7 separate regions of the Mus musculus genome follow, and all the other regions are linked to region 1. A link is a contact called in public HiChIP or PLAC-seq and promoter capture Hi-C data. All regions are on one chromosome and are shown on one strand. The core of a region is the stretch at or near the end of the contact, and the rest is flanking DNA. Distances in the headings are between cores, read along the strand shown. Region 1 holds the start of Ttc12 (tetratricopeptide repeat domain 12). Region 2 has its middle 140 kb from the start of Gm25633. Region 3 holds the start of Zw10 (zw10 kinetochore protein). Region 4 overlaps Tmprss5 (transmembrane protease, serine 5 (spinesin)). Region 5 overlaps Usp28 (ubiquitin specific peptidase 28). Region 6 has its middle 50 kb from the start of Gm4894. Region 7 holds the start of Usp28 (ubiquitin specific peptidase 28).

Region 1 (3,005 bases), core at 193-2,692:
AATGCTCACACAGGCCTCCATTGGCTAACTGCTGGGTGGGTGGGGGGGCATAGTCAATGAGTCACACTCGGGTTATTGAAGGTTCTTGTTCACAGTTGCTTATCTGTATACCACACTGGCCATATCAAGTTACCAGGGCACAAAAGTAAAATCTACATAGGCCTGGACAAAAGAGCATGAGACTCTTTGCTGCCAGGTGACTGACTTTCTGGGGTCACTTAGGACTTCTGACCAATCCGAGGTAAGTTTGGTGGCACACACCTGCCATCCCAGCACCCGAGACAATAGGATCACCTTGAGCTCGAGGACACCCTGGGCCACAAAGTGAATTTTGGGCTATGCAGGGCCACAGAAAGGTATAGCATCCAAAACACACACACACATACACACACACACACACACACACACACACACACACACACACAGACCAGCTAAAGAAGCAAAGTGAAACAAAACAAAACCCTAGTAATCTATCAAGTGTAAGATTTGTCCCCGCAAAGTGGCTTGTGACTGTACCACTGTAATCTTACTCTTCAGGACAGATGGCCCTTGGAAGCCTGATGCAAACTGTCAACTCTCTTATCCTTTCTCCATCCGGAATAGCATACTTGACAGTTTCTGTAGGCACATTTGCTCATCTAAGTCCACGTGCTAGAAACAAAAAGACAAAACAAAGGCAAACCTCTGGTCCTAAGGAATGGGAACTAGTCCTATAACACATGGGCTTATGGGACTGGGGAGGGCAGAGCTGCACTCCATAGCAACAGGAATGGAAGCCGTCAGACAGAAAGAGCTTCTGAAGACGCACCAGCCAGCCAGTCTGTGGCTACTGAGCATCACTATCCAAGGCAGTCCTGGGTGCAAGTGAGTCTGTCCCTTCTTCGGCCAGTAGTTCTGGAACTCCCATCGCCTCTTCTTACCTGGGTTCTTGCCTGGCCACTGGCTAGCCTCAGGCACTTTTTTGTAGATTCTGGTTTTGACTGATCTACATTACCCACATTTTAGAGCTCAGGACTCACCACTCTTCCATTCCCTGTGATGTGCTCTCTCTACCCTAAATCCTACTGTTGTTTGTATATCACTCACTTCTGTAGCTAGATAGGATCCAGCCCCCTTAACCATAGCTTTGTCGGAAAAGTGTCGTTTTTCCATTTCATTTACGAGAAAAATTGAGAATCAAAGAGACGGTACTGCCTTGGAGGCCATACATTGGTCATTAAAAACAAACCTGGACTCACACCGAAGTACGCTGGATGGAGCCTTTACATTATGGGACTAAAGATATGAAACCAACTGGGAGAACCCTCGCGGCTCCAGAGTGGAAGGGCTTTCACTGACGTTGCTTTAGCGACCAGCCGGCACCAACTTGCTTCTGGGTGGGACATCCCAGCTTCAAACGGGGCAGCGCGTTCTTTGGGTCACGAGAGGCCCCGCCCTCTCCAAGGCCCCGCCTCTCCCCAGCGAAAGCCAGTCACAGCCTGTCCTCAGCTTCCACTTCCCGTCCGATCCTGGGCACTAAAGGTCAGTCTAGCCGGGTGGCCGTGGGGAATCTATCTTGGAACTGTTCCTGGCCTGGGCTTAGAGTTGACAGAGGCCACTGACTCGGGCCCTGAGTTTGATCCAGTACCAGCTGCAGGCTGAGACCAACCCTGGAAGCACAGGGCCAGGACGCTGGGGAGCGGTTGCCTGGCAACAGTACAGCTGTCCCCGCCCTCCCTCCATGGAGTTGTGTAGTACCGAAGGGTGGGGCTCGGGTGTGGGTCCTCCACCCCACCGCCGCTCTGCTCCTTTCCAGGGAGCCTTGGCTCTGCGTTCCTGCTGACCCTTCTGGCTTGGGTGTACTGTTCCAGAAAGACTGGCTTTCTCCGTCCATGAAGCGCCTGGTTCAGGCCAGCCTGTAGCTCTGCACGAGTTAATTCCCTCCTCCACCCCCCACCTCACCCCCACCCCCACCCCCGATGTGAATCTCATTCCTAGGGAGTGTTAGCTGTTTGAGCCATATGCCAAGGCTGTTTTCTAGATAAAAGAAGCCTGACTAATCACGCATCCACGTTCAGGGTGCTACAGTCAGACCCGTGGTGTCCTCTGGGTTCGCATTATGATTTCCATAACGTAGACGGAGAAACTGGGACTCACGGGCTAATTGTGCATGTCAAAGTTTTAGTTCGCAGTTGTCTGACTGCACTACCAAGCCGCCTGTCTGCAAGCTGGAACCACAGTATAGTGTATTTAAAATATGCATACCTAGGGGGCGCTCCCAAACGAGCTGCGGCTCGCTGTGGGCCAAGGCTGGGGAAGTTTATCCTTCTGGTGATCTTTAGGTTGTGTGGATACGCCTTTGGGTACCTCCGAGGTTATCATGTAGTCTTCACATTCAAAATCAAGTGTAATAAAGCTAATGTACTTGGTAGAGTACTGAAAAGCAGACGCTGGTGCACTGTGGCACCTCCTCTTCATCCTCAGAAACAGGGCGGAGGCAACGGTTTTAATGGAGTGTGGACATGTTCATGAAGGTAGTCTTCTCCCTACTTATCCTGTGCTTTGCCTGGCCCAAGCTTCCGACTAGGCACACCTGTCATGGCCAAAGTTGGAAGACCACACTCGTCCCCCAGCCCTGGCAATAAGTCGGCTCCTCTCCCAGCTTCCTTTGCCATCAGGTCCCTAAATCACAGTGGTTGGTGGTTAGCTTTGGAGGAATTATTGTAGAGCATTTCCCCCCAGCAGAGGCAGGGCTGGCAGCTCTCCGGAAGTGTGGCCACAAATAATAACTGTCCCTTGGCCTTAAACAGCAGTCAGAGGGAAATGGCTCACCCTGCTGTTATTCACGACATTTACAAACACTTAGTCTTAGACAGATAATAAGCCCGATGGTTCTGTTTAGTGTTTTATATTATTAATTTCATAATTTATACTGCCTCCCTTAGAGATTTGTGTCTGCGATGGCTGATGATCAAGAGAGAGACTTGCAGAGATTTCTGGAAAATGTGGATGAAATAAGTAAGTCG
Region 2 (3,383 bases), core at 171-2,670, 480 kb before region 1:
TAATTGCTTTCTCATTGCTCCTCCAAAACAAATTTTCTTGAGACTCAGAGAGTGATACAATACAAAGAAGCCAGAGGTTTTTAAAGGGGATGCTTGTGGGACACAAGGATGAGAGAGATGAGCCCAGAAATGGGAGGAAGTAGGCATGAGGTTGAATACTGTCACATAATGGACATTTTTCTCATCTTTAACTCAGGGCCACGCCTGTCTTCTGTGACAACTCTCAAGGTTTGTTAAGCAGCCTAGAGCAGAAGTTGCCTCTGAAGCTTCCATGAACCATTAATTCCATCCACACGTATGTGGTGGTGCTCGGGCCTGACTGAAGCCTTCCTCCCCAGCAAAGAAGCTGTCAGTGACAAGTACTCCCTCAGGGAATGAGTGGGGTGATAGGGAAAGATGCCAGGCATTCTGAGATTGTGGGATACAAGCATGGTGTCATCCAAATAAAGACATCTGTCCTCATAGATGCCACAAGGCTGCCTTCTCCTTCTCCAAACACATTTATGAAGGCTGAGGATGTAAAAGGGATAGACCCATTTTAAAGAGAGACAAAGTGAGGCACGAGCTCCTGGAAAAAGCATTTTCTTGTAGTCACATTTGTGATCATGGCCTAGAAAAGGCCCAGACTCCTTCAGATCAACAGGACATTCTTCCTCCAGAGGCATTTCCGTGACAACAGCTGCTCAGCTCAGACATGAGGCCAATTAACCTCAGCCTCAGAGAGGAGGGCTAACTCAAATCAGGTAATTGCCCTGGGACAATTATTCTAAAAGGACAGAGAGGTGACCTTAAGTCCCTAGCCTCCTGGCTCCAAAAACAGCATCTCATGTCTTTAAAAGAGGCTGTTGGGAGCTAGTAGGGCAGGATAGGTTTGGCCCATCTCTACTGATAGGCTCTTTGGAACCAGTGGACACAGCACACTACAAAATCTGTAGCATTTGTAGCTTGGAGAGTCTCAGAGAGTCTCAGTGGCCAGGTTGGTGTAATCCTGACTATTCGGAGTGGATTATGTGTTCACATACCCTCCTCTCTTATCCAGCAAGCCTCTTGGGAGGGGCCCCAGATGAAGAGGACAACTAACTCCCAGCTCAGTGTGCCATATGGCCCTTTGTACATGCCAGCTTCTCTGGAGACATAAGTGGTGGCCACGGAGCCTGTCAGAGCCAAGACTGTGACCAGCCCTGGCCTCTCATCCCTTGGTTGCTGTGTCTCTATGTGTCCTTGCTGTCCTGTGGTGGCCATTTATGTACATCATCTATGCACATAGTACCTTTCTAGAACTCATGCGTGTTCGTTCCTGGCAATCCAACAAAGGCCACCGACGAGCCAGCAATCCGAGTTGCCATGGGGCTCCGCCGCACTTTGCTTTCAGGCTACAAGGGCAGAGCTGAGCAGCTGCAATTGAGTCCATATGGCCTGTGGAGATTTACTGCCTGGCCCCTTGCAGAGAAGGCTTGCCTCTCTCTCTCACTATAGAATTGCTGTAGTTAATTCTGAATGTTGCTCAGTGAATGGGTGCTGCTATCCTGGGTGGAGAGATGGAATCTGAAGATGAGTGTTTTAGTAATTGACCCCAAATCACACAGTGATAAGCGGCAGGGAAAGCCTGAAACTACGTCCAGTCACTTCAGAGTCCAAATGCACAGTTTTGCTAGTCTGTGACATTTTTGATAGACTGAGAAGGAGTTGGGTGGTGATATGGTGAAAACTCTCTTCTTTCACCGAACAAGTGACTCAGGTTTGAATGTCTAGTTTAGGCTTACATGGTTACCCTCTGCCTTTTCCACACAGGCCTCACATGATAGAACTTCTCTTCATTCTTACCAGAAGGCAACTCACAGCTTGTAAATAAACCTAAGACCCAGAAAGACCAGGCAGCCAAGAGAAGCTCCTGCCCTGGCCAGCCAGAGTTGCCATGGCGACGGAGTCATTTCCATTACAAACCCTGCAACAGGCTTCTCTGGGGTGATTAATGGTTGACCTCTGGGGGCTGGGAACCTGCAAAAGTATTTGGTGATGTGGGGGTTGGTTAGGCTGATTCAAGGGTGGAACCATCTACTTCTTCCTGGTTATGGAGGTTGAGGTAAAGATTCTAGATGGGAATTGAGGGTGAAACTCTTCATTCTCTGGTCCCTCAAATCCTAAAGGCTGGCCAGAAAGCATTCACAGTGTGGGAAATAGTCTCCACCCTTGAACTGGTCTGCCAAACCCAGAGAAACAAAACCAAGAGAAGCCATAGGGATGAGTGGAGTGTCAGGCTGTGAACTGGCTTACTCTTACTCAATGATACAGGGTACCCATCCAGCAAAGGCAAAGGTACAGAAGAGAACTGGGGGAGGCAGCAGCAGGTAGTAAGAAGCAGAAGCATCCATGCCCTTGGAGGACAGACAAAAGCATTCCTACATACCCTGGAAAAGCAGGGGGAGAAGGACGGCCAGCCACCAGTCAACGCCAGAACCCATTCTGAGCACTTCCAAAGGCGGATGACCTGAGAAAGCTCAGATGTCTCTTCCCCCACCAGAGTGTGGACTGACAGCCTCATGGCATGACCTGAGTTCTGGACCTGACCTCCGGTGTCTGTTGTAAGGCCATTTTCTCTTCCACTGACATTTTTTTTTCCCTCTCTGCTAACAGCTGAATGGTTCTGACTGCCTGGTCATTGTTTTGTTTTGGTCCCAGTCACACTGTTGGTGAGTTATTCTCTGCCCAGACTTTGGCTGAGGGTGGCCGTGCCTTTTCTATGATGCCATAAGCATCCTAGGAGCTGGAGTTCATCCATTTCATTCTTTTCTCTGAGATGGAACAGCTCTGGTGTCCAATTGGTAGGACAGAGAGAAGGAGAGCTGAGGGCTCGGTGCTCTGGCGTCTGAGTTCACTATTTAGAAGTGAATATATTCAGAACCCAGAGATCAGAAATCTTATCTTCTATGGACATGTTAGAGTAGTAGCAATAAGAGTTCGTTGAGAAAAAGCCAGGTAAGAGACTAGGATCTCTAGCCTGGGTGGAGACCTAAAATTCCAGTTGAGCCAGGCATACTATCTGGCCAAGTTATAATGCCTAGGGAGTCAGACTAACGTTCAGCCTGCTAAGGAGACAGGTAGAATACTTAGCCCTTTAATGAGCTAATGCACGTTCCCATCCCACAAGTAGAATCAGCTCCTAAACATAGTCTATGTGGACAAGCTCTGATTACAATGTATTTTATGCTGGTCTGTGTGTGAAAGGGGAAGCTTGGCAGCCGTGATGGAAAGAAGTTAGTATGCACACATACAAGCGTGTGCAGACAAGCACACACACGTCCATACACATAGATATGCACACCAATGTGTATACGTACACACATACGTACACACATGCATTTACATACGCACGTGTGCACGCA
Region 3 (3,108 bases), core at 180-2,679, 430 kb after region 1:
TAAATTATGCTTGCCCATAAACTAATTCCTTTTATGTAGGAAAGATACTATTCTCCAAACTGGCCAAAAAACGGGGCTGAAGTGTAATACTTCAGCAGTTACAAAGCATCCCAGTACAAAAGAGAAGACTCAGGAGAAAAGTCAGGCATTTGTTTTATGCAGGAGGCTACAACTGAGATGGAAGAGGTGTGTGTGTGTGTATGTGTGTGTGTGTGTGTGTGTGTAGAAATACATTTAAAGTGGTAAAAAGCTGGAGGTGCAAGGACTATGCCTGCTTGAGGCACAGAAAGTAGTTCTCAGTTGACTGAAGATTCAAACTTATGTATGAAACAAATACTAGTGCAATGTCCTCATCCTAGATCATTAAAAAACAAAAAACCGTAAGCCACACTACAGAAATGCCAGTGGCATGAATACATAAAATTAAGAACTCTAACATCAAAAATTGTTAGGAGCGGGTGGGATGGTGGAGACCTTCCATTTCAGCACTCGGGAGGCAGAGGCAGGCGAATTTCTGTGAGTTCGACACCAGCCAGTTCTACAAAGCTTGAATCCAGGACAACGAGGGCTATTACACGGAGAAACCCTGTCTAGGAAAAAAAAAAGAAAAGAAAAGAAAGAAAGAAAAAAAGAAGAAGAAGAAAGTTGTTAGGTAGCGCCTACCAAGTCCAGACTTAGTGAGGTACACGTCATTTTCAAAGAAAGCCACTGAAGACCTGGCTTGCCAGGTAGCACTAATACGAAGTAAAACTATGGCTGTGAGTTGCATATTCATGCCGGTACCAGCTCATCAGCCCTCAGCATGCCTCAAGTTCCGTGCGTGAAGTAATACTTTTATAAACATATTCAACCAGTTAAAAGAAAATCCGAGGAGAACGACGCGACTTTCCTAGAATTATTACATCCATCCATAAATGAAGGAGTGGGTAGAGATGACAGATAGGGCGGCTGTCCTGTCCTAAGTGGACATCCGGGCTTCCAGTCCCACCTCCGGCTCCGCAGGTTTCTTCAGTCTTCTCCATCAGCGGCTCACTTTTGCCCAACTTGGCCCCACTCCCCACCACTAAACAGCCACGGCCTTTCCTCCTCACAATCCCAGGCCCTGGTCTCCAACCGCTCTGCGGCCGTGCTCCAAACAGCCCCCCAACACTTCTGAGCCTCCAACTCAGGAGGCTCCGCACCCGGCTCTCCCCAGCGGCAGCAGCCTGTGGCCCGCCCTCACCTTGATCTCCTCCACCCGCCGGGTCAGGCGGCTGATCCTGGTGCCCAGATCCTCCTTCTCCAGGCTCCCCGAGTGGGCCAAGACTTCTGTCACGAAAGAGGCCATCGCCACGAAGCGTACCCACACAAACAGGATAGGTCAACCCCGCTGCCAGCGCCGCAGCTCCGGTCCCGCCAGCGGCCTCACCGCAGGGCCTGCCGGGAAACTGAGTTCTACGGGGTCCGGCGCTCGCGCACAGGAGAGGGTCACACTACAGTTCCCAGGAGGCCTCGCGCCGTCAGGCGTCCGCTGTTTCAGTGGCGTCTAGAAGGCACCAAAGTGCGCAGGCGTCATCTGCTCCCTACAGGTTTTCAAACGCCAGTCTGTTCCCGCCGGTTTTTTTCTTCTTGTATTTTGGGTAGGGTTGGGTTGGTTTCGCTAGAAACTGCGGAATGTTTCAGGTAATAATCCTTTATGGCCCTCCCTATACTCAGTAATCTCAGGTTTTCCTGTGAGATTATCTAGCTCGATACTTACAGAATCATCTCGATCTTTTTTGTTATTCATTCATTGGGCTCAGCAGCTAAGTCTACCCGAATTTTGCCCTCTGGAATTGTGCGAGAGAGTGACATAAGTGAAAGGATCCCCACAATTGCACCTTTCTAATAGTGTTTGTTAATAGTGCCTCATATTAAGTATATTGATACATGGATATGGTACAAATTTATACTTAGTGTAACGGTCCTGTAAGTGCTACAGACATTCTTTTATAAAACCTTCTTTCTAAGATACGTATGAATGTTTTGGCTGTGTCCATGGAAGTCAGAAGCAGGCAAGTAAGTCCAGTCCCTGAAACTGGACTTACAGATGACATGAGCCACCATGTGGATGCTGGGAATTGAGTCCTGGTCCTGAGTAAGGGCAACGAGTGCTTCTAGCCACCGGGCAATCCCCTAGAACAAGATTCTTATCACTTCCTATCAGAGATTACAAATAAATTTCACCAAAGGCTTTTTATCGTTGTTTAATTTTAAAGTTTTCAGTGATTTTTTTGGCTCTGTTTTGAGACGTGGTTTCTGTAGCCCTGGAAGGCATCAAATTCATAGCTATCTTCCTGCCTCAGCCTCCTGTATACAGGAATTATACACTTATTCCACTATGTCCAGCTAGCCATAGCTTTTTAGAACTATTTCATTGTTGAAGGTCAAAAGAGTGTTCCGCGAAGATGAGATCACTCGTTCACTTTGCAAAACAGGCTGACCTGAAAGACAGCCACTGGGCATTATTACCAACGTGACACTCTTTGTAGGAGAGGGATGCGTGCTGTAAGAGCATCCTTGTCCCCTTTATACACTTTTTGTTACTTGACCAGCAGAGCAAGCAAGTGTTTTACATAGCCAAATGGAATGCCATTAGTGCAGCAATACCATAAAGTATAAAATTAACAGAGACAAGGGTGCAGATACAGGTAATTCAATCAGTAGGGATTTAGAACAGATGTTATCTGTCTCCAGCATCCTTCCTGGAGCAGGCAATAAAACCAATAAACAAGATGTTTATTATACAAATGTCATCTTTTCTCTTGCTAATTTACCCTTTGTCCTTTTTTATCGTTGATGGCAGGGAAAATTCTTGCACTGAGAGCTTGACCTTTAACATTCTTCAACTGAGAGATCACTTAGTAGTTAAGAGAACTAGCCTTGTGGAGGACCCGGGTTCCAGTCCTATGTGAGGCAGCTCAAAAACACCTGTAATTTCAATTCGAGGGAATCCAATGTCTTCATTCGACCTCTGAGGGTTCCTGTACATATATGATGCACATATATACACTGAGACACATACATATAAAAGAATTACTAAAAATAATAAAATCGTCTCATTATTGGTATGTATTGCATACTTGGAGA
Region 4 (3,283 bases), core at 552-3,051, 380 kb after region 1:
GTAGACATGGACGCATAATTTAAAATTAAATCTTAAAGAGTATAAGGTGGAAAGCAATTGAGTCACTTGACACTGACTTCTAGCCTCCACGTGCACATCCATACCCACAAGAGCACACATACACACATGCATATACATGCACATACAAGGGAATATGCATACACACATAGAGGACAGGGAACATAAGGAACCAGTCTTTGTGTTATGGCTGCTATTGATGCAGAGCTGAACTTGGCATTAAACAAGGACATTGCCCTCACTTCCTGGAGACAGACAGCTAGAAACAGAGATTTTAGTCAGGACATACAAAGTGACAAACAGAAAGGTGACTGTGACTCACACCCACCCCCACCCCCCATCCACCACCAAGACTCACCTGTACATGCAGTGGGCAGCAGTCACTACCCAGTGTGGTGCCAACACAGAGGCCCCACACGTGTGCCGGGAGCCAAGCATCACGCTAGCTTGCCATGGCCAGCGCCCAGAAGCCACAGCTTGGCCGCCAACTATTCGAGAAGCCAGAGGCCTTGCCCCACACTCTGCAAACAGAAAAGGCTGGGATAGAAAGAAAAAGTGCCGAGTGCAGAGGGAGGGCTGGGGTAGACAGCTCATCTCTATTATTCTTAATATAAATAGGGGGACAGGAAGATAACTATATTGGTTACTTTCGCCTGTGCACCTGCGGAGAGCAGGGACCATGTCTATGGGGTCGATGGAGCTCTAATGCCCATCCCACTGTACAAATCAAAGTGCCCAGGCATGTTGGGTTTGAGAACAGACTGATGAATAGGCAGGTGTATGGGAAAGTGAGTGAAGGAACCCTGTGCAATGTTTATCACTTGGCTCTAATGTACTGCCCACCCCTTAGTCTCTTGAAGCCACTAAGAGTTTGCATCTTTGCAACCAGTAATAATGCCACTTAGAGGCATCCTTCTTCAGAAGGAAGGGGCAGAGAGTGGCAGAAGTGAAGTAGAGAGACCATCGGCCCAGCACAGGGGCTGATGGGACACATGATGGAGACAGCAAAGGACTCTATTTAAGCAGGTTGTATCTGCAAAGGAGCCCAACAGAAAGGCAAGGGCACCCCCAACCCAACTCATATGCACACACACAGGAACCTGAGTGAGCCCCTCCATACAGCAATTCCGCACTCGGGAGAACTGAAAGATTCCCTCCCTCTCACCACCAACTTCCTGATCACAGGATGTGACTCACCAGAACATTTGAGAGAAACAATTCGGCCAGAAGGACAGTTAGCGCTGCAAAATAGGGGTGTTCCTAAGATGCTGGGTGGTGCCACATAAAGGCCACGTATACCCAAGGGTATGGGGAGTGGTCAGGGGGTCCCTCACAGTTTTACTTTGCCTTCTTAAGACAGTATATCATGGGGCCCAAGCTGGCCCCAAACTCACTCTCTAGCCAAGAATGGTCTGACCTTGCCACGGCTTCCCAAGTGCTAGGGTTACAGGCCTTTACCACCACAATCGTCCTAGCTCTGTGGTTCTTAAAGCCATCCTGTAGTCCCAACCTTAAGATGCCACCATTTTTACTGTTTTCTCCCACCCTTCACAAACAACCGGGTCCATCCCAGGACAGCAGCCTGCCCATTCCACCCCAGCATCCAGAGGGAAACAGAAAGCCTTCACAGTCCTGGAAGATCTGCTTGGATAGGATCCATATTTACCACAGAGAACTGACAGATGAGAAAGTCCAGCTGTTTCCATTGCTCTGAGTAAATAGGTGCTCATGAATGGCCATGGTGTTGTGAATGAAAAGAGCCCTCCACCCAGGCCTCCTCCAGGCCGGGCCTCTTCTCTGTCCCAGGCCCTTTATCCAGGGCCTGCATAGACATTCTTTTCTTCTTGTGTTCCTTCCTGCCCCTTAGCATAAAACCCAACTGCCTTTTTTGATCTTACATTCTTGCCTTGCCCTTCCCATCTCTTCCCTCCCTCCGACAACTCACTCCCTGGCTTCTGCTTTCCTAACCCTGTAGCCCTTCTGCCCTCCTGGAGGACTTGGGAATTCCACAAAGAAAAAGGGACAGCTGGGGTCCGTCACTCTGCCTCCAGTGCATTTCTAAGAGTGGAGCTGAGGCTTCTGCCTGCCCACACCCTCGAGGCTTCAGGCAGTTTGAAGGAGCCTAAGCCGGACAAAGACCTCCCAGCTTGTGCTGCCTGGGGTATAGTGAGAGGTGTGGTCCATTCTGAGACTCTTTCTTTGGGATGCTCTCATTTGCTTTTCTGCTGAGACAGAAGAATTATGCAAGTCAAGCATAGCCACATGGGTCCCCTGACCTGGTATCGTGAGCCTGGCCCCAGATTGGCTGTTTATTGGTCATACTGCCTTGGATAAGGCTGTTTAACCTCGCTGAGCCTCAGTTTCCCTACCTTTAAAAGTGAACTATGGTTTGAATACAAAATGACCCACCAAAAGTTCACCGGCAGGGTGCCTGGCCCTCAGCCCGTGGCACTGTTTTTAGACGTTCTGGCGATTTTAAGCAGTAGAGCCTACCTAGAGGAAGCGGGTCACTGGAGGCGTGTCCTTGAGAATTATAGCTTATCCTAAGCCCAGAACCCTCCCTCTTCTGTCCACATAAGCAGCCTCCTCCTGTACCCTTTCCTGTCGCCATGATGCTCTGACCTAGCACAGGGAGCCAAGCAATCACTGGCTGAACCATCTACAATTGTGAAGCAAAGAAGCTTTTCTTCCCTTACACTGCCTTTCACGACGTATTTGGTCAAAGCAACATAAAGCCAACAGAGGGGGTGGAAGGGGACCATTCTGAATCCTGTCCCAGGAACTAACAATCTTGGGAGGAGGGTGGTTTTGGCTTTGGTTTTAGGCTCTGTGTGTGTGTGTGTGTGTGTGTGTGTGTGTGTGTTTGCTTCCTTGCTTGCTTGTTTGTTTGTTTATTTGTTTTGAGATAGTTTCCTGAATCCCAGGCTAACCTCAAACTCTATTGTGATGAGCTTGCTGACGCTCCTGCCTCTACCTCCTGCTTAGAATTTAAGCAACAACACCTCACAGTTTATTCAGTTAAGGATTGAACCCAGGGCTTTATATGCTAGGCAAGCACTCTACAGCCTCAGAGTTACATGCCAAGCCTTGCATTTCTCGTGTGAGATAAATACCATATAACAGGGCATGTGACCCAGGTTTGTTGCCTCTGACTGGGAAATGTTCTTCTCTGCCCACACCCTCACCATCAGGCTCCCCTGCAGGAAGATCTTTCTAGCCTGCCCACCACTCACCTAACCCACAGAAGCCCTACCTGGGTTTCCAT
Region 5 (3,480 bases), core at 807-3,306, 460 kb after region 1:
AGCGGGGAGGGGAGGAACATACACTGCTTTATCTCATCGAGGGCTCCCATGATTGCAACTATGCACCTTCGAGAGGAGGTTTTGAGGAGGAGGACAAATAATCCCACAGGACCAAGCCTTACAAGAAAAGAACTGCAGAAGTCACAGTTGCCAGGCCTGATGCCCAGCAGTCAGGGAACAAACACCCAGTGTGCCTGGCTTCCAAATAGCCAGGAAAAACAGAGAGTAGCTAACAAGTTTTCAGAGCACCCACCTTGTATATCCTGTTCAATTTCACTCCGCCACCTCTGAAGACAGGTCTTAACGAAGTTCATTTCTTCATCTGTGACTGTCCGAGGAGCTGGGGGTGCAGGCGTTTCCAGAGACGAGTGAGGAGAGGTAAATGGCCCATTCATCCCCTCAGAGCTGGGAAGAGCATCTTCTGGAGAGGAAAAGGTACTTCCAGCATTCTGAGAGCAGCTTTCTGGACTTGAACTAGAGAAGACAAAAGAAGGCACTCATTTTGTAATATCTAAAATGCAAGTTGGGGTGGGCGTGGTAGCAGAAACCAGTAATCTCATCCCTTGGGAGGCTAACACAGGACTGTTGTGACTTTGAGACCATCCTGGTATAGCTAAGGGCCTACCTCCAAAAAATAGTTCAACTTGACCCAAACTAATATACTTCAGAAAACCGGCTGCTTTATGAAAAGGTACAGTTAAGATACAACTGTGAGGCTGAGGCAGAAAGACCTCAATTGTAGGCCAACATAAGCTACGCATACACAGTGAGGCCTTAGCTAAAATCTACAAATATAATAAAAGCTAACTTTTTCTTGTAATAATCATCTCATTTAAGACAGTCTGGTTATGAAGCTAACATTAGTACTACCCTCATCTGATGAACTACTAGCTTAGCATTTAGCAAGCTTAGCTGGCTTAATGGTTAGTGCCTATAATCCTGGTACCCAAGAAATGACAGGAGGCAGGAAAGCCTCACACTCAGTGGCTCTCAACCTTCCTAATGCTGCAACCCTTTTAACCACACAGTCCCTCATGTTGTGTTGACCCCCCAACCATAAAATCGCTTTTATTGCTACTTCATAACTATAGTTTTGCTACTCAAGAACCATAATGTAAATATGTGTTCTCTGATGGCCTCAAGCCACCCCCATGAAAGGGTTACTCAACTTCCCAAAAAGGGGTTGGAACCCACAGGTTGAGAACTGCTACTCAAGTCCAGGGTAAGTAAGATCCTGTCTCAAAACAATGGGGAAAAAAACCCAAAAAACAAAACAGAAAAGTACTATGCTGCTCACATGGCATAGCACTTACTTACCTAGCACGAGACATTGGAATTACCCTATACCAAATAAGCCTGGCATAATAAGCAAGAAGAAAGGAGAAATAAATGCAAATTTATCTCTAATAGCACCAGAAAAGCTTCCTGTTGTGGATGCTGGAAACTGAACAACAGCCCTAGGCAAGGTAATTTGCACACTTAATGGCTGAGCCATCATCTTTATAGCCTCTGGGGTTTTGTTTTGTTTTGAAGACAAGGTTTCTCTGGGTAGCTCTGACTACTCTGGAACTTGTCCTGTAGGCCTCAGACTCAGCCTGCCTCTGCCTCCCAGCTGGTGAGATTAAAGGTGTGTACCACCACAGTCCATCTAACAACAGGTTTTTAACATAAGCTTTTTTTCTCCGTGAGGGACAAATGTGCCCTAGCAATTTTATTAGCTAAAGACACACATATCATGGAGCGTGACCCAAGCTGAACCTGCAGGCACCGTCTAGCTATAAAGACTGCCGGTTAAATAGGTAGAGTCAGAGGATTCCTCAACGTGGCCTCCCTGTGTGTTCAAGAGCCTAGCTCCTGCAGGCTTGGCCTCAGAATTCTGGCCAGTTCCTCCTTGTGTAACTCTGCCCATACGGTTTTCCTTGCTGTTAATTTAGCCTCCTTCAAGGCAGATGAAGTACAGAACAAGCTGCCTGCTGGACACTGCACACAGCAGACAGAAGCCCCTGGAGCAAGCGTACTGCAAGGACTCAGGGCAGGGCCAGGTGACAAACCCCACTCTGAGGGATCAGAGAGGCTCACAGCAGGTGGGAGGATAGGAAGGGAGTCAAATAAGAATGGGGAAACAATACAAACCATTTAAGAAATCTGCTTGTTACCTTTCCTTGGGTGTGAGGTCAGAAATCGGGCAGTGCACCGAGGGAAGTGGTAATGTCACATGCTCAGCACTTCCAGACAGACAGCTTTCAGAGGCAGGTTTTGTACTGGCAAATTCAATAACGTATTTCAACATGTCGGGAAGTGGGAACCGAGATGGGCCCGAGCCGTACTTCACATACCTAAGAAGCAAAGACACTGGAACACACTGCCCAAGTCTACTATGCATTGCAATAACTGCTGATAAAGACTTACCATGCAGAGCTGCTAATACCTAGCTATATAATCCTAGTAGCTCAGGAGGCTGAAGTAGAAGGCCACAAAAAGTTTGAGGCCTGTCTGGGTTACAAAGTATGGGGCAAGCTAGTGACAGCCTACCTCAATATAACAACAAAATCCCATATTATTCCTAAAGGCATATGCCATTTAATTGGTTATTCAATCTATAGGGTTAAAAACTAAAAAAGTGCTTTAGCCATGAAAGCTGCCAGCAGTCTGATGCATCACACAGAGAACAGGACTGTTTCAGACAGCTCAGTTCTGCTCTCCTGTCTTACATACCACAGCCAGGCGCTGCTCACAAACCTGAGTTCTTCCTTAAAGGACAATGTTCCAAACTAACTGAAAAAAACGATCTGGTCATTAGTTCTCATGACATTTTCTTTGTCCTTCCTAAACCAACTGCCTCATAACCAAGAATGAGAGAAATCCAGAAATAAATATCAGGCTTTAAGAAAAGCAAGGTGGTGGTAACCTTTGATCAGCACTTGGGAAGCAGAGGGACTCTGATTTCTGTGAGTTCAAAGCCAGTCTATGGAGCTTCCAGGACAGCCAAAGCTGTCTCCAAAACCCAAAACCATACCAAACAAACAAACAAAAAAAGCCCCCCAAAACCAAAACCACCACCACCAAACCAGAAAGAAATTAGACATTAGTAAAAGTCAGAGCCAAAGAAAGCAGCAATCTTTCTTTTTTCTTTTTCTTTTTAAAAGAAATATTTATTTATTTATTTATTTATTTATTATTTATTTATTTATTTATTATATCTAAGTACGCTGTAGCTGTCTTCAGATGCACCAGAAGAGAGGACGGCAGATCTCATATCAGAAAGAAAAGAAATTAGACATTAGTAAAGGTCAGAGCCAAAGAAAGCCAGCAATCTTTCTTTTTTCTTTTTCTTTTTAAAAGAAATATTTATTTATTTATTTATTTATTTATTTATTTATTTATTAATTATATCTAAGTACATTGTAGCTGTCTTCAGATGCACCAGAAGAGAGGACGTCAGATCTCATTATGGATGGTTGTGAGCCACCATGAGGTTGC
Region 6 (3,381 bases), core at 81-2,580, 290 kb after region 1:
TCTCAAAAAAATAAGGAGGGCTGGAGAAACTGCTCAATGTTAAGGGCACTGCTGCTCATTCAGAGGACCAGAGTTTAATTCCAAGGACCCACATGGTGGCTCACAACTGCCTGTAATACAGTACTAAGAGATCCAATGCCATTCTCTGGCCTCTGGGCAATTGCTCTCTCATATATACATATACCAACACACACATAAATAAAAACAAAAATAAATAATAATACGTTGGATGCTGTTCCTGAGGAAAGACACTCAAGGCTGACCTGTGCTCTCTGTGTGTATGCTTACACACACGAATACCCACATACTTAAAAACACACAGAGAACGTGATAACTTTTTAATGCAGAGTCTCAGAGCCAGAACCAGACCAAATGAGTCAGAGTCTGCGCTTCAGCAAGACTCCCAGGTGATTTCTATCACTTATTAAATATTCATTGGTAGGCATCTCATTAAACGAGCTATAGTACATCCATCAGATGAAGTTTTACATGTACCTATTAGAAAATTCTTAAAAACCTCAATGTGCCAATGTAGGAAAGTTTACACTACAAATTATACTGTACAAAATGGGAGGAGGTCAGAACAGCACTATCACGTGCCATCATTTGTACAAAAAACAAAAATGGATAAATGCATTACGCTTCTGTACTCTAAATTGGCGACCTAATCGGTTCTAGCCTTGCCCCAGTTAAGTCCGGGTTTTCTTTTATTCATTCCCTGTGATTACACTGAGCACGCACTGTTCGGCGTCATCTGACAAACCTGCTAGAGGAGGTACTTTCTGGGCCCTTTCTGGGTATCCCAGAATAAGTCACGCCATCAGCTCTGAGGTCCTTTAAGACAACTCACTAGCCTATAATTTCAGGGCTTGAGATGCAGTGACAAGAGATTGTCACAAGGTTGAGGCCAACGTGGTCTGCAAAACAAGTTTCAGGTCATCAGGCTGTCCTGCAAGACACTGTCTCAAACAAGCAAACTAATAAATAAAACGCAGCCCCGAGCAAGCTGATTCTGTCCGTACTTCACAGCTTTGTCTGGGACCCAGACATTGGACATTGTTTTGCAGGACCCAGAGACAGAATAATCCAGTACTTACAAGGTCTCTCCACACTTTGCTTCTCAAACGTGTGTGTGTGTGCACACACACACACACACACAATCACACCTTTGACATTTCCCTTCCTCCCGCCCTGCCCCCACTTAATCCCCCACTGGTGTGTACCAGCTCTTCCCCAGACTCAGACAAAACAGACACACAGGAGGTCCAGCAGCCTTGCCAGGACTCAGAGAGGGCTGAGGTGTCAAGTGGTCATTTGTCACTTGCAATTTTCTTCTCCTGTGGTCAATAGTCATTTTGTAAATGATGCCCTAATAGCCCCTAAGAGCTGGCTCGGAGGCAAGTATTGATCAGACCCTAGGGGATAACTGCCCTGAGACCCGGAGAAGGGAAGGAGGAGGGTAAGCAGTGATTAAAGCCCAATTTACCTTCCCTTTTAGCCAAGTGATTGGCAAGAAGGAAAGCTAAAGTGGCCCAGCCAGGCTTGGCAATCAGCCTACAAGCCAGTGTGCGCCTGCCCCTAGCAGCCCACACCTTGCTGGAAGTCTGATAAGAAGTTTAATGTGAAAAGCCCAAGATAGCCAATTGCAGATTCTTTTGGACTGATATGGTGTACTGGTCATCTGCTATAAAGCGAACCATTCCAAACTAACTGCCACATGATAAATATTATTTCATCATGCTCGCCAAGTTCATGGGCCAGCGCTCAGTGTGAAGTACAATAGGGACGGTGCGTCTCTGCTTTCTGATGTCTAAGACCTTATCTGAGAAATTCCAGAAGCAGGATGGGGTGGGGAGGGGCATACATGTCCAGAGGTTGAATTATATGGAAGATCCTTCCCTTTCATGATTGACCCAGCTCTCCAGTCCAAGCTTGGCAATCAGCCCCACAAACCAGTGTGTGCCTGCCCCTAGCAGCGCACACCTTGCTGGAAGTGATAAGAAGTTTGATGTGAAAAGCCCAAGATAGCCAGTTGCAGATCATTTTGGACTGATACGGTGTTATTCCCTTTCATGGGGCTGATATGACTTGAAGGCTGGCTCAGCTGAGACCTCATGCCTATAATGTGGTGTCTTTAGCTTCCCATGGTGTGTTAGTCAGGTTCCAAAGAGACTGTCCCCAGAGAAAGCACCCCAAGGGTATGTATCTCAAATGTCTCATGACACCAGGGAGAAGCTGCCTGACCCTCTACAGCCCCAGCTTGGGCATCACTTCCTCTGCATTTGATTGGCTCCTGCAACCTCAACCCTGCACGGGTTCAGGAGGAGGAATTTAGACACTTCCATCAGTAGGTCGGGAGTCTAAGAGTTGAAGACCTTTTTTAAAAAAATCACTGGGTTTGTTGTTCTCAGTGTTGCTGTGAGGAAAAAAACTTGAAAGAAAAGATTATTCTGACTCACTGAGGGCACCATGGTGTGGTGGCAAGAGTCTGAGGTAACTGGTCACACTGTGTCCTCAGTCAGGAGGCAGAGAGAGATGGGGGCTGGGGAGTCCATGGGACGGTGGTACCCACACTCAGGGTAGGTCTTGCCACCTCAATTAACCCACTCTAGAAACCCTCTCACAGACATGCCCAGATGTTTTTCCTCTTGGGTGATTCTAGATCCTGTCAAGTTGACAGTGTTAGTCATGAGAGTCACTGAACCTGACCTTCTTCCACCTGTGGTGCTGAGGCTCAAACCTAGGTTCTTTCTCATGCTACATAAACAGTCTGCTACTGAGTTATAACCCAAAGCTTCGCACGGTATTTTAAAATGCATTTTAAATTATGTATAAGAGTGTGTGAGTGTGTGTGTGTGTGAGAGGGGGGGTGAGGGAGAAGGAGAGGGAGAAGGAGAGGGGGAGAGGAAGAGGGAGAGAGGAAGAGAGAGAGAGGGAGAGAGAGAGAAGGAAGAGGAGGAGGAGGAGGAGGAGGTCGTGTGTACACATCAATGCAGGTGCCCATGGAGGAGAGAAAAAGAACCTGGATGCTCCGGTGCTGGATTTAGGGACAGTTGTAAACCGACTGACAAGAGTGTTGGAAATCAAGTCCTTTTAATCACTGAGCCATATCTCCAGGCCCCTATAACTTTAAAGGGACCCTTCTAGAAGATACATACATACATACATACATACATACATACATACATACAAACATACATACTAGTATGTGTGTTGAAATGCTAAGAAATATATTATAGATTTAAAAATATATGTTGATAAAGTCTAAAGATTTATTTATTTTTGTTTTATTGTATGAGTATTTGCTTTCGTTGTTAGGTACACCAGGTACATACCTGGTGCCCATAGAAGCCAGAAAATGGCATCATATCCCCTGGAGCC
Region 7 (3,112 bases), core at 488-2,987, 500 kb after region 1:
TGGGAATACTAACCAGTAAATGTCATCACTCCGCAGGTCGCCCGCCCAGAATCAGGCTACTGCAGCTAGCCACAGCCTGGGAGTGCCAAACCTTCCCAAAATAGCTCTGACTTTATACACAATGCTCAAACACCTTACATGCAAACCCTCAAATAGAGAGTGCTCAACTACCGGTCACTCCTCAGCAGCCTGTGACAGAGGTAAATGAAAATACCACTGATCGAAAGGCATGTGGTCTTAAATGACGGGCCCAGAACAAATTTAAATATGACTTGCTCTCCCTCAAAATAGTATCAATATGACTGTCTCAAAACCAAATCTCACCACCTGTTTATAAGTCACTGTCCCCAACACAAGTAGACTTGTGGGGAGGAAAACAGAGAAAAATACAGACCCAATGTCCAAAAGACACTGTTGAGTAATAAACAATTTTTATCTGATCGCCAAAAAAAAAAAAAAAAAAAAATCCACCTACTTTCATTTTACAGGCCAAGACTTAGAGATATCTTTTTCTACATGAATTTTAAAGAGCCTGCTATGTTTTAAACTTGTAGTCTGGGGGTGTAGTGCTTGATTATCTCATGCGATAGGCCCTAGGCTTGATCCTCAGCACCTCAAATTATTAAAATTTAACTATAGAAGACATTAATTATAGAATTTAATTATAGAGTTTTTCTTAGCAGTATCTCAAATTTTTATTCTAAATATTTTATAAATTTTCTCGACTGCAAACTCGGTATTTGAATCCTTGGTATAGGTTTTCCATTTTGTCATTTAAAAAGTGCAGTTCTTGAGGGACGAGGATGTTGTGTTACGTTATAACATTCCAAAGTAAAACTGGATGACAGTCTCAAATTGCCCACTTCCCAAGTTTCTTTAAAAGACATTATGAGCCTTTTGATTTTTTTTCCAAATCAGTGTTACTAAAGGCCCACCATCTAAGCCCTAAGAGCCTTGTAATATTTTTCAACCTTTTTATATTACTAGGAACATAGTAAAGTGCCTTCTATTCATTGTGCTTTTCTCTCCCCTCCTTCAAAACCTACAGTGATCAATGAGATAATTCGGGAAGCTGATTTGTTTCCGAGGGAAAAAAAGAACTGAATGAAAAGCGGGGCGGGAAAAGGGAGGAGTGGGGCTCCGGGTCTTTTTTGCACTTTGTTGATAAACGCCGGCTTTAAGTGAGATAACTTAAGTCTGCGTTAGCCTCAGAGAAGCCACTGCCATAAAACTGATTTGAGAGTCAGAACAAGGCACCGTGGCCGTGCTTTTGGGAAGTTTTTAGCTGCTGGGTCGGGCCCGGTGCACACTTCGGGGTGACCTCGCTGCCTACGATCTCACGTGCAACCCCTCCCGTTAGGGTCCCTAGCACCGGGTCCCACAATCCCGCTCGGAACCTTAGCTGGCTTATACACCCAGGCAACCTCACACAGGCTCGCGGACCCAGCCTCGCAAAGTCCCGGGAAGACCGGGTTGCTCTCGCCCTAGCCCGCAGGCCCCGGCCTCTGTCGGCCCTCGCCCGCTTGGCCCGCCGCGCCCCTCTCAGCCGGAACCCGGGCCCCGCTACCCTCACCCGCCGCTCACCGAGCCATGGCCGTCCGCCGCCCCCGCCGAGTCGTCCTGCTGCAGCTCCGCAGTCATGGCCGTGGTGTCCCTCCGCGTGTAGCCCCACTCTCGTTGTCGTCTTCGCCGCGGTCGCCACCGCCACCACCACCGCCCCCGAAGCCCGGGAGCACCGGGAGGCACCGCCCACACGTCCCGCCCCCGCCCGCGGCGCGCGATGGAAGCCCCGCCCACGCCAGCCCGCTCCCAACACTCCCCACCCACAGCACGCGGCAGAGGCTCCTCCCACGGCGTTCGCTGGATGCCCCACCCCCGCCAGCCGACTCCCACCCATCTTGCGGCTTGCGCCGGAGACCCCGCCTACATGCCCCACCCACACAGCCGAGGTTCCCTCTCCCAAGGCTCCGCCCACGCCAATTTAGAGCCCCGGTGGCCCCGCCCATACACTCTGCTCACGCCCGCAGCGTGCGCCAGAGGCGTCACCCACGCGCCCGCCCCTGGTTTGCGTGAGCCGGAGGCGGGGCGTCTTCGCGTGCTCTGGCCCACGTGACCGCAGCCGGGCACAAACTAAGGGGTCAGCGTCGCCTCGCCAGCTGTTGCTATTTCCGCCTTAGGTGCCCAGGAAGTGGGCGGTGAGGCCTCTGGGTTTCCAAGACTCCTTTTTTACTCCATCCCGCGCTTGCTGAGCCTTGCATCTGCGTCCAGCCTGCCCCCAGCTCCCCATAAGCTTGGTAAGGCTGCTGGGTTCCTTCTGCTGACAGATTTTCCCACCAGACCTCTTAGCCATTTCCTAATCTGGGGACGCGAAGAGAAACGTAGACTGACTCGAGTGGTTTGTATAAAGACAACTGAATGGCCAGGACCTTCACAGAGCTCAGCATCGTGTCTTAATCCTGAACAGTTGCCCCATGTTCCAAATTCCCGTTTTCAGGCCATGTGTGTAATAAGCTGTGTTGACTCTAGCTCATGCACTAAGCCACCTACCACCCCTTTTAATGTTTGGGAAGAGGGTTCTTATTGTTGGTGATATTGGTTTGGGTTTTTTTTGAAACAGGATGTCACGTGGATTGGACTTGCCTCAGACTGTGTAGCCGTGGTTGGCCTTAAATTCTTGGTCCTCTGCCTCCACCTGGTCAAATGATGGTAAGTCTTTACTGCCATGTTAAACTTAACACTTTGAGATGATCTCATTAAGTTCCCCAGGCTGGCTTTGAACTTTCTATACTTCTGCCTTAGTCTCCTATGTGGAATAAATTTGGGACCTGTGTCTATCAGGTCCATCCTTGTCAGGATTCTCTGAAGACAGAACCATTAGACTTGATAAAATTAGAATGGGAGGGCCCTGGAGAGATGCCTCAGTAGTTAAGAGCATTAAAAAGCACTGGCTGCTCTTCCAGAGGTCCTGTGTGTGGGAAGCCACATGTGCCGTTGCAGGGTGGCGCTGGCCACCACGCATAAGTTTGGGTAAACAACCAATGTGTACATATGCAGTAAAGTTTTTCACCAAGTCACTGCCTCGCCCGGGCATGATAATGAGGCTCCATGAGAT

The links. Promoter capture Hi-C pulls out the DNA fragments that hold promoters and counts their contacts. HiChIP or PLAC-seq counts read pairs in DNA pulled down with a chosen protein or histone mark.
Region 2: a contact with region 1 is called in a promoter capture Hi-C map of embryonic stem cells, with 5 times the contacts expected there. The contact joins the enhancer-like site here to the promoter of Ttc12 in region 1. A contact is called at or near these places in 7 of 39 promoter capture datasets (HPC-7-derived erythroid cells, cranial neural crest, embryonic stem cells and 2 more).
Region 3: a contact with region 1 is called in an H3K27ac HiChIP or PLAC-seq map of embryonic stem cells, with 5 times the contacts expected there. The contact joins the promoter of Zw10 here to the promoter of Ttc12 in region 1. A contact is called at or near these places in 20 of 39 promoter capture datasets (the 3T3-L1 cell line, 3T3-L1-derived adipocytes, the C10 cell line and 13 more), 5 of 15 datasets of contacts at CTCF or cohesin (the NIH/3T3 cell line, embryonic stem cells, pro-B cells and 1 more), 17 of 484 Hi-C or Micro-C datasets (LSK cells, adipose-derived mesenchymal stem cells, bone marrow-derived macrophages and 12 more), 36 of 115 datasets of contacts at active chromatin or transcription factors (DN3 thymocytes, the NIH/3T3 cell line, the SCID.adh cell line and 18 more) and 4 of 9 other capture datasets (adipose tissue, liver, macrophages and 1 more).
Region 4: a contact with region 1 is called in a promoter capture Hi-C map of embryonic stem cells, with 9 times the contacts expected there. The contact joins the enhancer-like site here to the promoter of Ttc12 in region 1. A contact is called at or near these places in 8 of 39 promoter capture datasets (the C10 cell line, cranial neural crest, embryonic stem cells and 3 more), 1 of 15 datasets of contacts at CTCF or cohesin (embryonic stem cells), 3 of 484 Hi-C or Micro-C datasets (embryonic stem cells and nephron progenitors), 18 of 115 datasets of contacts at active chromatin or transcription factors (acute myeloid leukemia, bone marrow-derived macrophages, craniofacial prominence and 9 more) and 2 of 9 other capture datasets (adipose tissue and pancreatic islet).
Region 5: a contact with region 1 is called in an H3K27ac HiChIP or PLAC-seq map of embryonic stem cells, with 7 times the contacts expected there. The contact joins the enhancer-like site here to the promoter of Ttc12 in region 1. A contact is called at or near these places in 9 of 39 promoter capture datasets (3T3-L1-derived adipocytes, the C10 cell line, the HPC-7 cell line and 6 more), 1 of 15 datasets of contacts at CTCF or cohesin (embryonic stem cells), 1 of 484 Hi-C or Micro-C datasets (embryonic stem cells), 11 of 115 datasets of contacts at active chromatin or transcription factors (embryonic basal ganglia, embryonic limb bud, embryonic stem cells and 5 more) and 2 of 9 other capture datasets (embryonic stem cells and pancreatic islet).
Region 6: a contact with region 1 is called in an H3K27ac HiChIP or PLAC-seq map of embryonic stem cells, with 5 times the contacts expected there. The contact joins the enhancer-like site here to the promoter of Ttc12 in region 1. A contact is called at or near these places in 11 of 39 promoter capture datasets (the C10 cell line, HPC-7-derived erythroid cells, embryonic stem cells and 4 more), 4 of 15 datasets of contacts at CTCF or cohesin (embryonic stem cells and stem cell-derived epiblast-like cells), 14 of 484 Hi-C or Micro-C datasets (the G1E-ER4 cell line, the HL-1 cell line, differentiating embryonic stem cells and 2 more), 20 of 115 datasets of contacts at active chromatin or transcription factors (astrocytes, bone marrow-derived macrophages, embryonic forebrain and 8 more) and 1 of 9 other capture datasets (embryonic stem cells).
Region 7: a promoter capture Hi-C map of pre-B cells shows a contact between it and region 1. The contact joins the promoter of Usp28 here to the promoter of Ttc12 in region 1. A contact is called at or near these places in 21 of 39 promoter capture datasets (the 3T3-L1 cell line, 3T3-L1-derived adipocytes, the C10 cell line and 11 more), 4 of 15 datasets of contacts at CTCF or cohesin (the NIH/3T3 cell line, embryonic stem cells, pro-B cells and 1 more), 25 of 484 Hi-C or Micro-C datasets (the G1E-ER4 cell line, LSK cells, the MNK3 cell line and 12 more), 19 of 115 datasets of contacts at active chromatin or transcription factors (acute myeloid leukemia, astrocytes, bone marrow-derived macrophages and 9 more) and 2 of 9 other capture datasets (adipose tissue and liver).

What each region holds. Positions count from the first base shown.
Region 1 is chr9:49,484,662-49,487,666 of GRCm38.p6, reverse strand. It overlaps Ttc12 (tetratricopeptide repeat domain 12), which reads left to right and starts at 1,442. Exons shown (of 22, transcript NM_172770.3): 1 at 1,442-1,521; 2 at 2,925-2,997. The coding sequence starts at 2,940.
Region 2 is chr9:49,960,703-49,964,085 of GRCm38.p6, reverse strand. No RefSeq gene overlaps it. Among named protein-coding and RNA genes, the nearest start is that of Gm25633, 140 kb to the right of the region's middle. Within about 2 kb of position 1,420, at least 75 of the 459 cell types and tissues checked have an H3K27ac peak or open chromatin away from gene starts, as enhancers often do. A contact at or near this core is called in embryonic stem cells, where this site is marked.
Region 3 is chr9:49,053,902-49,057,009 of GRCm38.p6, reverse strand. Zw10 (zw10 kinetochore protein) reads right to left here and starts at 1,429. Exons shown (of 16, transcript NM_012039.2): 1 at 1,223-1,429. The coding sequence starts at 1,327.
Region 4 is chr9:49,109,444-49,112,726 of GRCm38.p6, reverse strand. Tmprss5 (transmembrane protease, serine 5 (spinesin)) reads right to left here. Exons shown (of 13, transcript NM_001359460.1): 6 at 3,272-3,283; 7 at 1,216-1,259; 8 at 377-539. Among named protein-coding and RNA genes, the nearest start is that of Tmprss5, 8.4 kb to the right of the region's middle. Within about 2 kb of position 1,801, at least 30 of the 459 cell types and tissues checked have an H3K27ac peak or open chromatin away from gene starts, as enhancers often do. A contact at or near this core is called in embryonic stem cells and neural stem cells, where this site is marked.
Region 5 is chr9:49,022,762-49,026,241 of GRCm38.p6, reverse strand. It overlaps Usp28 (ubiquitin specific peptidase 28), which reads right to left. Exons shown (of 25, transcript NM_001359739.1): 13 at 2,157-2,336; 14 at 254-474. Among named protein-coding and RNA genes, the nearest start is that of Cldn25-ps, 24 kb to the left of the region's middle. Within about 2 kb of position 2,056, at least 12 of the 459 cell types and tissues checked have an H3K27ac peak or open chromatin away from gene starts, as enhancers often do. A contact at or near this core is called in embryonic stem cells, where this site is marked.
Region 6 is chr9:49,199,005-49,202,385 of GRCm38.p6, reverse strand. No RefSeq gene overlaps it. Among named protein-coding and RNA genes, the nearest start is that of Gm4894, 50 kb to the left of the region's middle. Within about 2 kb of position 1,330, at least 3 of the 459 cell types and tissues checked have an H3K27ac peak or open chromatin away from gene starts, as enhancers often do.
Region 7 is chr9:48,984,010-48,987,121 of GRCm38.p6, reverse strand. It overlaps Usp28 (ubiquitin specific peptidase 28), which reads right to left and starts at 1,737. Exons shown (of 25, transcript NM_001359739.1): 1 at 1,585-1,737. The coding sequence starts at 1,641. Gm51673 (a long non-coding RNA gene) reads left to right here and starts at 1,993. Exons shown (of 3, transcript XR_003948157.1): 1 at 1,993-2,294; 2 at 2,618-2,706.